Regions from separate parts of the Mus musculus genome. Here region 2 is linked to region 1. A link is a contact called in public promoter capture Hi-C data. All regions are on one chromosome and are shown on one strand. Each heading gives the region's core, a stretch centred on a gene start, on an enhancer-like site or on the middle of the called end of the contact. The rest is flanking DNA. Distances are from core to core; before and after follow the strand shown.

Region 1 (6,932 bases), core at 3,081-5,580:
GACCATGGCATCCCACAGCCTTCCCAGGTCATGAAGAAAACTGCAGGCAGATTAAAGCCAGCCAGATGTGTCCATGGCAGGAACACTCATGTGTCAGGCATCCACTGTCTAGAGGAAGTTCAGAGAGGCCCTGGACTGTTGTAACATTGTGGTAGTACTTACAGAAAGACAGGGAGATAGAGGAGCCCTCAACCCCAGGATCTGTTTAAGTCTCTTCAAGGAACTTTCAAATGGCTGGCAAGGGACCATAATCCTTTGAGAGAAGCCCACAAATAAGACTTAACCGTGCTTAGCAGTCAAAGCACATGCCTCCAACTCCTTGCGACGTGTAGTAAGAGTTCCTTTGACCTGCTTAAAAAAAAAAAACCCCATACTTCTCTCTTATCAGCAAACACGTGTACAATGAACCCCACAAACCTCAGCATAATCCTAGTTGCTAAATAAAGTGTAGATAAAAACGTGAATGCTAAAACATTTTCAATCTTCTCAATCCTTTGAACAGGGAGACTTCAAAAGCCACCAAAGCACCTACCTCAGTGGGACCCTCTCGGAATGGCACTCACCCTGAGGTGGGCACCAGTGTGGCACTGTGGCAACTTTCTCCATCCTATCACCATCAAGGAGCAGAGATAACATTAAGGCAAGGGAGTGATAACTAGGCCTAGGGCAATGGAGATCCTAACACACCCTAGATGGAGCAGAACTGAGGGCCATCAGTCACTTACCCTTTCCCACTGCCTTAGTGAGGATTTCTATTGCTGTGAAGAGAGACCACAACTCAGCAAGTCTTAGAAGGAAAGATTTAATTGGGGCTGACTTATAGTAGAGAAGTTTAGTCCATTGTCATCATGGTGGGAAGCATGGCGGCATGCAGGCAGACATGGTGCTGGAGAGGAAGCTGAGAGTTCTACATCTGGGTCTGTAGACAGCAGGAAGAGACAGAACCACAAGTACAGCCTGAGCATCTGACACCTCAAGGCCCGCCCCAGTGACACACTGTCTCCAACAAGGCCGCTTCTCCAACAAGTCCACACCTCCTAATAGGACCACTCCCTATGAACCTATGGGGAGTTCATTTTCTTTCAAACCACCTCAGCTGCCCACCACTAGTTTGCTATCAGTATAAGTGGGCCCAGGCTGGGCTAGGGTGGGGCTGGTAGAGTATGCAGGAGGTAGGGTAACTACAGTTACCTGAAGGGAGGGTAGAGCTCTTGGTGATAAATTGGGACTTATCAGTGATGAAACTGCCCCAAGTCACCCACAATGCTGTAAAGACTCCCTCACTTATGTTCCTGTAAGCACAGTCCATTCAAGGGTTCATCAAGTTGTTCTTCTGTGGAATCACTTGTCATTGCTGCCTATCTGAGACGAATAGATACGTGTTCATGTTGCTCTTTTAACGTCTATACTAAAATCTTTTCTTAATAATCTCCAATTCTACTTCATACTGACTAACCCTGAAATCCCTTTCTGCACCCGAGGTTAAGATCCTAGCTGCACCTGACTGGATGTTAACAGGGAAAGCCACGGGCCACACAGCCATAGTGCAGAGCTCTGTCCTTGCAGCTGAGGAAGGCCTGGCTCTTGAATTTATCACCACATGTAAAATCACAACCCTAAGAACTAAAGGGCATTGCCCTGTGTTTAAAGAGCACTTAGAGTTCAGAGAGGAAGTTCAGTGAAGAGAATCTGAGCAGAAGAGCCAAAGAGACACCCACACTGCATCACTGCGCCTCAGCCTCTGCACTGCTAGAGGCAGCAAAGACTCCACCTTCTTAAGCACAAATAAGGCTTGTTTGTCAGTTGGTCAAGAGGAGTTTTCTGTAAAGACATTTTAGTAACACAGCTGAAACAACACTGTCCCCCTAAAGTGAACCCCTCAGCCTTGGAAGAGCGCATAGGTGTGGCTCTGCACCGTGGCTTGGCTCCACAGGAAAGTGAGGATGGCCAAGTAGCAGTCAAGGGAAGGCAGGCACTGGGCCAGGAGTCAGATGTCACCCCAGGCCTGTAATGGTGGAAGGAGCACGCTAGACACTCTGAGAGGGAAAACAGTTGCTCTCTGGGGAGAAAGCATGAACTGTGGTTTTCCTCAGTAAATCAATAAGCCCTGGTAGCAGGGCACTTTGCTCCTTTGAACCAGTTTGTGAAATTGATTATGTCTGAGGATGGAGAGCCAGACGCCTCCCCCCCCCCCCCATTCCCTGGGCACCACCATGCAGGAGAAGGTTCCTGGCTGAGGCTGGGCTCCCTCTTGGACATCCTTTCCCAGTCTTATCAACACAGCTCCCTGGTGACTCCACCATGATACTAGCTTGGCCTGAAGACCCCCTGCAGGTAACCCCAAAAGGCCAGTGGCACTGACTAGTGGCTCTCCTGCCTCCAATCTTATTCTCTGTTGTCCCTCATCCCTCCAGCCAGGCTGTGTTCCCATACTCTGAGGTCTTAAAACAAGAACCAGGAAGTGGAACTTGGGCCTCTGCCCTTCAAATACTTGATCCAGGGCCAGGATCCCAGGGGAAACAAAAAACAAAAAGGGTGGAGGCACCAGATCAGTAGGGCTATGCCTGGGCATGCTGGAGCTGCTGGGCATGGAGGAGAGACACTACTCATCCTTACAGGGCTTTTTGTGGGTACCACTGTGCTCTAGTTGGGCTCTGGGCAGAAACTGGACCCCAGGGGTCTGGTGGAGGCTCTCACCCTTTCACTAAAAATCCCTCCCTCTGTTCCCCATGCATTTCCCTCTCAGTTCATCTGGGCAGCAGGTGTGTAAGGCACAGCCAAAGGCTGGTGCAGTCACACCAGATAACATGGGGATTAGGGATGGTGCTGAAGGTCACCCAGCTGACTCCAGGAGCACCCGAGGGTCTAGGGAAATCTTGTTTTCTTGGTCGGAGGGGCAGCTGAAAGCTTGGAGCCTCCTCACTGACTCTGGTCTCTCTTCCAGAGGGCAACTGAGGACATAAAAGCCACCCACAGCAGGCGCACCTCTGCCTCAGGGCCTTTGCATGTTCTCCTCAGCCTTGTGCAGCTGGATACTGAGTAGTGAGGCGCACTCCTGACCCTCCTGACCCTCTGGAGTGTGAAAGTGTGGCCTCTTCCTCTCTAGTCAACAGTCCTGCTCCCTCTTTATGACCTCCTATTTCCTACAGCTCACAAATATAATTTATATTTTACAAAGATATGTTTATTTATTATGTGGTGTTGGGGATCTGACCCAGGACCTTGAATTTTGTTTGTTGTCTGCATTCAAAAGCTCCCAGAGCCCATGAGAACACATTCCCTGCTATCCCCAGGGTGGGTGGGTGGGGGGCAGTGTCTGAACAGTCAGTCCGTGTCGTTGAGCACGGTTGCACTGAACATACTTCTTTAGGGACACAGGAAGCCCTCACGTGGCCCGCCTGGTGTGGGTATTAGGGAATGGAAAGTCTTTGCTGAACACGCCCACGTTTTTGTTCCACCCTTCCCCCCAGCCCCCTCAGCTTCAAGTCTTGTGTGAAGTCAGACCACGCACAGCCAGTGAAAGCCTCCACTTGAGGGAGGAAGTCACTGTCACAGTAAAAACAATGTGAGCCTCTGGGGCTCTGCGACTTTAAAAAAAAGATCAGGCCGAAATCGGAGGCAGAGAAGCAAATGTCGCAGATGTCCATCTCTACAATCCTGCCAGCAGCACAGAATGCCAGCAAAGGCACAGCCCTACTGTCAACGCGCATGCATACATACCGGATCCCTCCACCTCCCTCCTGATCCCGCCAACCAGATGCCAGAAAGGCTATCCAGACTTCTGGCCGCCGGAAGTTTAAATGACGGGAGGTGCAGACTGGAGAAGTTAAAATTAAGAGTCACTTGGACGGCGCCCTCAGCTACCTGGATTGGCTCAGGTGCCTGGGCAAGTAGCAAGCCTGGAACCCAAGGGACAAACATGCATGGGGGGGCGGGCGGGCGGGGAAACCAGGGGGCTGAGGAGCCAGCATCGCTGTCAGGCGCAGCACCCACCCCTTGCTTCCGAAGCGCAAGCAAGGGGTTGACGCCCCTGGAAGAGGATGGAGCATCAGATGCAGGACTAAGAAGCATGGCCTATTGCACGCCTGGATCGGTCTTAGGATAAGGGGAAGCGCATTTAGCTGCGGGAGATACGCGAAGCCCTCGCAACTCTCACGCTGGAGTGCCGCTGCTGTCCCCGGAGCTTACTGTCAGGGTCGCTCTCGGGTTCCTACTCCCGCGGCGGCTGGTGTGCAGTTCCTCCACTCTCAAACTCCTCTTGAGCCTCTTTGCCTGCTGCTGAGCTGGTGACACCAGCTGCCTGTTAGCCCCGCCCCCACTAGCCCCGCCCAGGCCTTGGCCCCACCCCCGAGTTGGCTGGTTGGCCAAGGCTAGCTGAGCATCTAGCTAAGGTGTTTCACCTATTCTGGCAAAGTCTGCTGTTCTGAACAGGGTATTGGCAGTTTAAACTCTGCAGTCTGTGGACTCTACACACAAGAGCCCAAGCTGGCCTGGTGCTACAGCCTTCCTCTCACCTTCCTAGCAGTTCGTTGTAACCATTTTATAAGCGAACCAGTCAGTGAGCAAACATCTGGGGATAAAGCTTGAGGGTAGAGTGTCTCGCGTGGGCAAGGCGCTGGAGTTCATTCCCAGAACCACAAATAAAATAGTGAAGTGTGGAATGAACACACAAACCTGAAGTTTGTCGTTAAGTGCACCCTGTGAGGCTGGCTGATCTGAAGCCCAGGAGGCATGGACACCAAGCAGAGGCCAGCACAGGGAGGAGGGAGAGAGCGCTGCCTAGCCAGCAAGCAGGAGTAGGACAACCACAGTTCCTGGCACCCTTGGGGCTAACCTGCTCTCCATTAGCCAGCCTGCCCAGTGCCCTGTCTTTACCCCCGCGGCCCTCCTAAGACTCGCCTAGAACCTTCTCAGGCTTCAGCAGCCACACAGACAAGATGACCAGGCACACCACTGTGAGGGCCTAGCAGTGCCTGCCGCGGGGTCCAGGTTTATCATCCTACACACATGTGAAGCGTAGGGATCCTATTTTCACCTCTCACCTCTGATCTCCAGCCTCCTTCGCTGCTCATCATGGCCCAAACCCTCTCCGTTCTAACGGAGAGCCGGTTTCTCTCCAGTGAACACATTCAACTCATTCCTGCCTCCGTGGAACTCCTGGATAGTGTGTCCTCAATCCTCTCTGGGAACCTGGGATTTCCAGGTACTGCAGCTCCTTCCCCTCCCCAGCACACCGTTTGCACACCTGCCGTCCTCCTCTGCAGTGTATAGTCCAGGCTTGTTTCATAGCGCCCTCTAAACTGTTCCCACAGGAGCGCTGCCTCCAGCCATTCAGCAAAGCAGTAAACGTATTGTTCTTAACAAAGTGTAGATGGAAACATTCTAATGTGCTGGGCAATGGTGGCTACACCTTTATTCCCAGCATTCCTTGAGTAGGAGCCAGAGGCAGGCAGATCTTTGACTATGATGCCAGCCTGGTCTACAGAGAAAGTTCCAGGACAGCCAGGGTCACACAGAGAAACCCTGTCTTGAAAAAGAAAGAAAGGGGCTGGTGAGATGGCTCAGAGGTTAAGAGCACCGACTGCTCTTCGGAAGGTCCTGAGTTCAAATCCCAGCAACCACATGGTGGCTCACAACCATCTGTAATGGGATCTGATGCCCTCTTCTGGTGTGTCTGAAGACAGCTACAGTACTTACATATAACAATAAATAAAAAAAATTACATTGTCTCAAAAAATAAGAAAATAACTAAAAATAAAAAAAAAAGAAAGAAAGAAGAAAAGAAAAGAAAAGAAAAGAAAAGACAAAACCATAACACTAGTTGCTGGTGATGGATGTATCATCCTGTGAATGTGATAAACCTACTTGTCTTAGTTAGGTCTCCTACTGCTAAGATAAAATATCGTGATCAAAGCAGCACAGGGAAGAAGGGATTGGTTTCAGCTGGAAACTCAGACACACTCCATCCCTGAGGGAAGTCAGGACAGAAACTCAGGACAGGAACCTGAAGGCAGGAACTGGACCAGAGGGCACTGTTTCTGGCTTGCTCTTTATGGCTTGCTCAGCCTGCTTCCTTACACAGCTAAGGACACATCTGTCCAGATGGCTGGTGGGCTGGGTCCACTCATATCCATCAATCACTAATTAACAAAATGTTCCACGTTAGCATTTTTTCTAGGCTCTGCCCCACAGTTACCTGGCAACAACCAGGTATGCCTGACTCAGTATCAAAGAGGCTGTCTGGCCCCTCCTCACCCTCTTACTCCTTTACCCTCTTACCTAATCTGTCCCTTCTCTCCCCATTCCCTTCCCCTTCCCACGTGCTCATGGCCGCCCTCTACTCCTCTCCTTTCTCTCTGTCTCTCTCTGCCTTCCTCTCTTTCTACTCCCTCAATTCCCCTCCCCATGCCTTAAATAAACTCTCTTCTATCCTATACCTGTCGTGTGGCTGGTCCCTCAGCATGGTCCTGCAGAGGCATCCCTTCTCCTGCACTGTACCTCACTCTACAAACACATCCCTGGCTTCCTTTTCTGTTTTATAAAACACAACCCCCCACAGCCTTACCTATAGGCCAATCTAACAGAAAGAAAGAAAGAAAGAAAGAAAAAAGAAAGAAAGAAAGAAAGAAAGAAAGGGAGAAAGAAAAAGAGAGAGAGAAAGAGAGAGAGAGAGAGAGAAAGAAAGAAAGGGAGAAAGAAAGGAAGAAAGAAAGGAAGAAAGAAAGAAAGAAAGAAAGAAAGAAAGAAAGAAAGAAAGAAAGGAAGAAAGGAGAAAGAAGAAAAAGAAGTAAGAGGTTGATTCTTGGCACATACTTTAGAGCACCCAGGCAGCTCTGTCTGGGTCACCCTGTGCAGGGCTGGTGGGAGGCATGGAAACTGTATAAGAGGTGAGAGATCTGCAGGTCATGCCCCTGAAGGGAATCACAGGACCC
Region 2 (6,932 bases), core at 3,060-5,559, 34 kb after region 1:
GCATTTCTGTCACCACCACAATCAAGGCTGGAAACCTCACATCATGTTAAAGTTTTATTTAGAACCATTGTTCCTCCTTGCATAGCTCAACTGAAAAATAAAATGCTTGTTTTTAGTTATTGTGTTAGTTGGGGAGGGGTCTTTATCCATATATGAGCAAAAAAGACACTAGCACAGTATTTTGTTCTTTCTTTTTTTATATAAAAAATCAGCATGCTATAATACATTGTTATTTCCCTTAGCAGCTAGCCTGGGCTGTGTGGTTTCCTCAATCAATCAATCAATCAATCAATCAATCAAACAACAAAGCCCTTTCTCATCCAGTAGCTCTCCTGGGTGCTCCAGCAGGGAGAAGTCACATTTAGTTGTGCGTTAACCTCTGTTCCTTTTCTCCTCTCTCCCCTTTCCATGCCTCACCCCAACAGTTTCACTCTCACACACACACCCCAAGTAGTCCCTTCTTTGTTTCTGTCACATGTGTTCCGTGATTCACTCATCTCCCCTCCCTTCATTCCTCACTCAAAGCTTGCCCTCTTATGGTGCCCTATGTAGTTTCAAAACCTATGCTGCCACCACCCCATACATATGCAGAGATGACAGTTAAAATCTAGTGGCTTAGGGAAGTGGCTCAGTGGGTAAGAAAGATGAATGTGGACACACAACACTCATAGGTGTGGTTTCACGTGTTGAAATCAAACCCAGTGCTAGAGGATGAGGAGACAGGCAGGACTTATCAGCTAGTTTGGCACACTGGTGAGTTCCAGGTTCAGTCAGAGGCCTGGGTTAGAAAACCAAGGTGGAGAGTCATAGGGAAGGACACTGAACATTGAACTCTGAACTCCACAGGCCTGTGCACATGTGTTCCCACCAATGAACTAAACTAAACCAAACTAAAATCTAGAAGGGAAAAATGTGGTGATAATGGCCATCCAAGTGGGTCAACAGATTACTAAGGGAATGGCTTTGTTGGACAAGCCAGATTTCTCTGGCACACTTGACCTCACAAATGCAAAGAGACCCAGTCATTATACCAAACATATTCACTGGTACCCTATAGCATTTAAATATAATTCAGCGATCAATCTTCACCACAGGCTATTGATTGGGTCCTCAGTGAATGAAAGATGAGATGAAGGGGGGACATTGACCATCCCTGAAATGTGGAGAATGGCTTTATGGTGAATATAAAGGAGGAAGCAGGCAGAGGGAACAGTCCAGGTTGGATGGGGCTGGCAGGCTAAACCAGACCATGAGAGGAGAGGGGGGGAAGGAGAGCGAGAGAGGAGCCGAGTCCAAAAGGAGCCGCAGGTGCTGAGTGAGACTTGTCCTGGGTTTGAACCCAGGAAGTGTTCGGATTGTTTCAGAAGTCTCAGTCCTCAGTCATGTGGCTCCACGTCTTCTTCCTTCTACTTCTATTATTCCTATATTCTTCTTGCCTAAATAAAAAGGAAAGATTTTTAACTCAAACACAGTAAAACTATTTACAATAATGAGGCTATTTCTGCCAAGCTCTCCACAAAGCCCAACGTGGTTGTATTCGGCAGCCTTAGAATGGAGTCTTTTGAGTTCAAAGTTCTGTAAAGTGTTCGTATCAGCCCCATATGAACTCAGCAGTTTGAATGTCCTGAGCAATCTGTCGTCCAAAGCTGATCTTTGGGTGGTGTTTGTCAGCTCAGTAGCAGTCCTGGCTAGGTAGAACACAGTAGCAAACCCACAGGTGTCCACTGTGCAGAACCTGGTGGCAGAAGAGGCCTGGGGCACTTTTGCCCAGTAGTTGGCGGTACCACAATCCAGGTGGATTCGTTGTTGCAGGGTCCCTTCATCTCCTCGGGGAACCTCAAAGGTTACTGTTGGGAATGGTAGAAAATCTAAACATTTTAATTGCCATATTCAGCAGTTCCTGGTTACCTGCTTCAGACTCAAACCTGAAAACACATACAGGAAGCTGGATGAAGCTTATTTCTAGAATTAGTGAATATTCTGTATGACCACTAGCATCACGGTAGAAAGTTTATATGTAAGTAATAATCGTACGCATGTTTAGATACTTTTATCTTAAGAAAGTTTTGGAGAGTCAGATGACAACCAAAAGAGGATTGTATTACTGGCAATAAACTAGTCTTTCTCGGACCCTGATATAGCTGTCTTTTGTGAGACTATGCCAGTGCCTGGCAAACACCGAAGTGGATGCTCACAGTCAGCTATTGGATGTAATACAGGGCCCCCAATGGAGGAGCTAGAGAAAATACCCAAGGAGCTAAAGGGGTCTGCAACCCTATAGGTGGAACAACAATATGAACTAACCAGTACCCCAGAGCTCATGTCTCTAGCTGCATATGTAGCAGAAGATGGCCTAGTTGGCCATCATTGGAAAGAGAGACCCCTTGGTCTTGCAAACTTTATATGCTTCAGTACAGGGGAACACCAGGGCCAAGAAATGGGAGTGGGTGGGTAGGGGAGTGGGTGGGGGGAGTATGGGGGTACTTTTGGGATAGCATTGGAAATGTAAATGAAGAAAATACCTAATTAAAAAAAAACTAGTCTTTCTCTTTTTTCCTCTGTCTGATACCAGGTGGTTCTTCTGATATGAGACAAAGATTTTAGATTTTCCTTTAACAAGCATGTGTGGGTTTAGATTAGGAGAGAGCCTCTCTCCAAACCCAAAGCCAGCTTTCCTTAATTGAATTGGGACCACATGAAGAGCAGTTGCCACTTATGTCTGTAGAGGGCAGCAATACCACTTAGCCAACTTACTCTTTTTTGGGGGGAGGGAGTGGGGGGACATTTTCTCTTGCTGGCCTGGCCTTTTTCTTCAGATGTTTCAGTTGCCCTGTGGTCCCAGATTCCTTAGTTGGGTGCTTTTATTCTCCTGGGAAGATAAAACCAAAACCCTGTCCCAACTGCTTACCTCTGGGAAAGGGATGGCCTTTTCTGGCAGGTTATATCTTTCCTAGGGCAAAACCTCTCGACAACAAAAAAAGTTTTATCTTTCAATTGAAATTTTAAAAGATCCTTTTGAAAATTTAAAACTAAATATCTTAGTGGGTAAATTACACCTATAATCTCCTTTCTCTTTATATATAATTTCAAGAATTAAGTGTATTTATTTTTAGATCTAAAGACTAAGCCTTTGTCCAAAGGGGTGGATTTTATTCTGACCACCTAGCCAAGAGGAGATTCGGAGCATCCTCTGTCCTCCTGACCAGGGAGCATTACTGTGTCCAGCTGTCTTTACTTGAGTCACCAAAAGGTACCAGAAACAAGACCAAACTAAGAAAAAGAACTGGGAAGCTACCAAAAAACAAAAAAAACTTTCCTCCTCATAGAGGGCCAGCTGGCTTCCTGGCATTCACTGTCAGTAACTGAGGGATGTTCCAGGGTAGGGGGCTTCCCGGCCAATGTACCAAATGTTGGGGTCCAGGAATTGCCCCACGAAACACACGAACACCCATCTCAGTCCAACAGGGATGGTTTATTGAATGCATATTCTAAGACTGATCCATCAGGGCTGTAGTTCAGAATTCGGGGGGGGGGGGGAAGGGGGAGGCGCTGAAGCTACGACCTTGAACATTATTTTTTATATCAGTTTATAAAGGATAAAACCACACCAAAAACAAAAAAACAAAAACAAAACAAACCAAAACAAAACTACAACAAAACCACAATGAGTTCATACGCAGGTGCTGGGAATGCTGCTGGGTAGTCAGTCCTGACTCAAGCCAATGCAGACATAACAGTTCATATTGACCTCTAATACAAAGGGTGCTACGTAAAACTTTGTGATTTTTTTTTTCTTTTAAGATTAACAAACCTTGACTGGCAGTGGTGGTGCACGCCTTTAATCCCAGCACTTGGGAGGCAGAGGCAGACGTATTTCTGAGTTTGAGGCCAGCTTGGTCTACAGAGTGAGTTCCAGGACACAGAGAAACCCTGTCTCGAAAAACAAAAACAAAAACAAAAAAGAAAAAGAAAAATATCAACAAACTCATACAGACTGTAACAGGGGACTCACAGCACAACCCGGCTCTGAGTCAAGTTATTTTTCTGTGCCAATAACTGACAGGCATTTTACAAGTACACTATGAAAAAGTTGGCAGGCATGGAACAAAATGGCTGCAGCCGTGCTAGGGCAGAGGCCTGGCCTTTACGTGCAGGGTCAGTGATACCCATAGACTGCAGGAGGGTACATCCAAACCTCAGACCCTGGAGGCACAGCCTGCAGAGTCAGCTGACCAGGCCGGGCTGGTGACTGGGTGGTGTTTAGCACCTCCTCAAAGGTATTACTCAGCCTGTGAAGGGGATAAGAGATGCAGGCCACAGCTGCTATTGATCCTGTCACCCTCTCGGAGTTGCACCTGGAGCAGATCCTAGGGCAGGTGTGCACACCAGCCATGAGGAAACTCGCATCACTGGAAGATGCTGAGTGGGTGTACAATGATCGGCTGCATAATGATCGACGTCGGGAGATATTGGGTGAGATTGCCTGTGTGTGTGTGTGTGGGGGGGGGGGGAAGACCTTTCATCCCAGTACCCAGGATGCAGAGCCTTGTGGTTCGTTTTGAGTTCTAGTCCCATTTCGTTTACCCAGGAGAGCTTGAGTGTGAGAGAGAGAACCCTTGATTTGAGCATATTGCAAATCACTTATGCATAGTTGATAGGAAACGACATACGACAATCTTATCTATGCTATATACATATTGCATAAAAATAAAAATAATTATTGATAATAATTAATAGTGTGATATCCACCTACATGAAAACTCACCCTCAAACAATGGAATTCGGTGTTCTCACCGGTAGCCGGGGAAAGTCAAAGAAACGGGAAGTTGTCATCGATTCTTGTTACAAGAGGGGGACTTTCCCCACAAATCTAGCCATCCCATTTGAAAAGCAGAAAGGACTTTATATTTCTCCATGAAAATTCGACCATATTCGAGGAGGAATGAGTGCTGCTCAGGATTTCCTTTCTGGGAACAGAGATGGATGGCCATCGGGAAGAAAACCAGGGCCGTTGCTTGAGTTACGTCGACATGATAGTGTATTTCTGAAACTTTGGTCACTTTCTAAGAAGTCCACGTCACAAAATTGACAGAAATGCCTGATCGACCAAACATGCTCAAAAAAAAAAAAATCTCAAAATAAACTAAAATTTTATGTAAAGCAAGGATGCCAGAAAAGGGACAAAACTGGTTCTCAGCAATGGGAGCTGCAGAAACTACTGAGAGTGAGGTGCTGGGCAGAGAATTCACGGAGGTGGGGCTGGGGATGTACTGGATGGTTGAATGCTGGAGCAGCCCACGTGAGGCCGCAGCCAGCATCCTGCTGAATAAGGAAAGAACCCAGAGCACTTGCTCTGCATCCGGGAAGAAGTCCGGGGGTGCTACTTACTGTTCTCTCTCTCTCTCTCTCTCTCTCTCTCTCTCTCTCTCATTACCTCCCCCTCCCCCTCCTTCCCTTCCCCCTCTCTCTAGCTCTGGCTTTCTTACCCCATTCTCTCTCCTGTTCTCTCACTTTTCCCCCCTTTTCTGTCCCCCACCCCAACAAGCAGTCGCTGTTTATTAACTGACCAGCTTACAGAAATACCCAGGGGACCCTTCCTCCATCCTTCACATAAGCCTGTCTGTCTGGTCTACAGCATCTGCATCTTCTAGTGAATGTGTGGTCTTTTTTATTTTTCCTTCATTCCACCTCTTGGAGACGATATTTGGGCCATGGGAGGCTGTTTGCTTCCTTGAATTGTATAGATCCCAGGAATTATATTCTTTATGCAAATGATGCCGTATTTCTCAAGAGATCGAGCAATCAAAGAATTATCTGTCGAGGCAATTCTCTTCTTATTGATTTTGCCCTAACCAGGCTTGTAGATTAGCTCATTTACCAACTTCTGGTTGGGGTCCTTCCATGTGCGTTCCCCAATTCCCAGGGTGTGGACTGAAGTCTTGTTGAATTTAACAAAGGTGTCTGTCATTGAAGACCTGGTAGAAGCAGAGAAGCTGCAGCACGTTGTGGAGTCCATAGCCTTGGTGCCTTGGGCTCTGATGGTTCTGCAGGTATAGGAGTTTCCAGCCATCCTTGCCAACCTAGCCATATCAATGCCAGTTCTCTATATATCGGCCTTTATTTGTCTTTCACAGATAAGCTTCCTCTTTGCCTTCCAAAGTGTCTTTAGGGCAAGCATCTTCCTCAGGGGTTTTATCTTAAACTCTGTGGAGATTCCGGTTTCTGGCACAGCAGAAACCTTCTGTTCCTCTGGTGGCCTCCATGGTTCCTGCTGGGTTGCAAGCCATCACAGAAACATAAACAGAGAAAAGGCTTGCTTGCACCCTGCTACGGGGGTCATAAGCTATATGCACTTACTATAAAGGACAATATGGATTTTCTAAAAATTAATTTTAAGAAAAATAGTGGTTTTCCTCCCATCATAATCTCACAATAGATCTACCACGTAAAATTTTCTCTCACTTCCTGTTACACTTCCAAAGTGAATGCAGTCAGCACACAAATGAGAAACCTGCACTTTCATATATGTTGTGACATTCACAATAGTTAAGTTGTGGGTTTAACCGATGTGACCATCAATGGAGACAGTGGTGTGTTTACACAGAGTGTATTGTTAAGCTATGACAAATAAGAATGAAGTGGCCTTAGAGACATAGCTCAGTCAATACAGTGTTTGTGATGCAGGCATCATGACCGGAATTCAGATGCCCAGCTCCCAGATGAAAGCCAGGCCCAGTGGCACAGAAGAGTAATCCTGGCACAGGGGTAGCAAAGGCAGGGAGACGTTTATTAGTGTGGCTTAGAGCTGCTGGCCTGAGCATCCCAGCAATGGCTGTCTCCTGATGGAAAGGCCAAGGTTACAATAGTTATTCAGTTAAAGAAAATGAATGTCTTGGCAGTCACACTCTGATGCTGGAGTCCCAGAGATGTTC

Evidence for each region. Capture Hi-C pulls out chosen DNA fragments and counts their contacts.
Region 2: a contact with region 1 is called in a promoter capture Hi-C map of adipose tissue. The contact joins the promoter of 9130409I23Rik here to the promoter of Ephx1 in region 1. A contact is called at or near these places in 2 of 39 promoter capture datasets (the HPC-7 cell line, HPC-7-derived erythroid cells and macrophages), 1 of 15 datasets of contacts at CTCF or cohesin (the NIH/3T3 cell line), 3 of 484 Hi-C or Micro-C datasets (the HL-1 cell line, the N1E-115 cell line and Sertoli cells), 2 of 115 datasets of contacts at active chromatin or transcription factors (both in embryonic stem cells) and 4 of 9 other capture datasets (adipose tissue, liver, macrophages and 1 more).

Annotation. Positions count from the first base shown.
Region 1 is chr1:181,013,239-181,020,170 of GRCm38.p6, forward strand. It overlaps Ephx1 (epoxide hydrolase 1, microsomal), which reads right to left and starts at 4,331. Exons shown (of 9, transcript NM_010145.3): 1 at 4,189-4,331.
Region 2 is chr1:181,046,928-181,053,859 of GRCm38.p6, forward strand. It overlaps 9130409I23Rik (RIKEN cDNA 9130409I23 gene), which reads left to right and starts at 4,310. Exons shown (of 3, transcript NM_001033819.2): 1 at 4,310-4,473. The coding sequence starts at 4,392. Gm39716 (a long non-coding RNA gene) reads right to left here and starts at 5,416. Exons shown (of 2, transcript XR_003948798.1): 1 at 4,766-5,416; 2 at 178-1,436. It also overlaps the pseudogene Gm17967.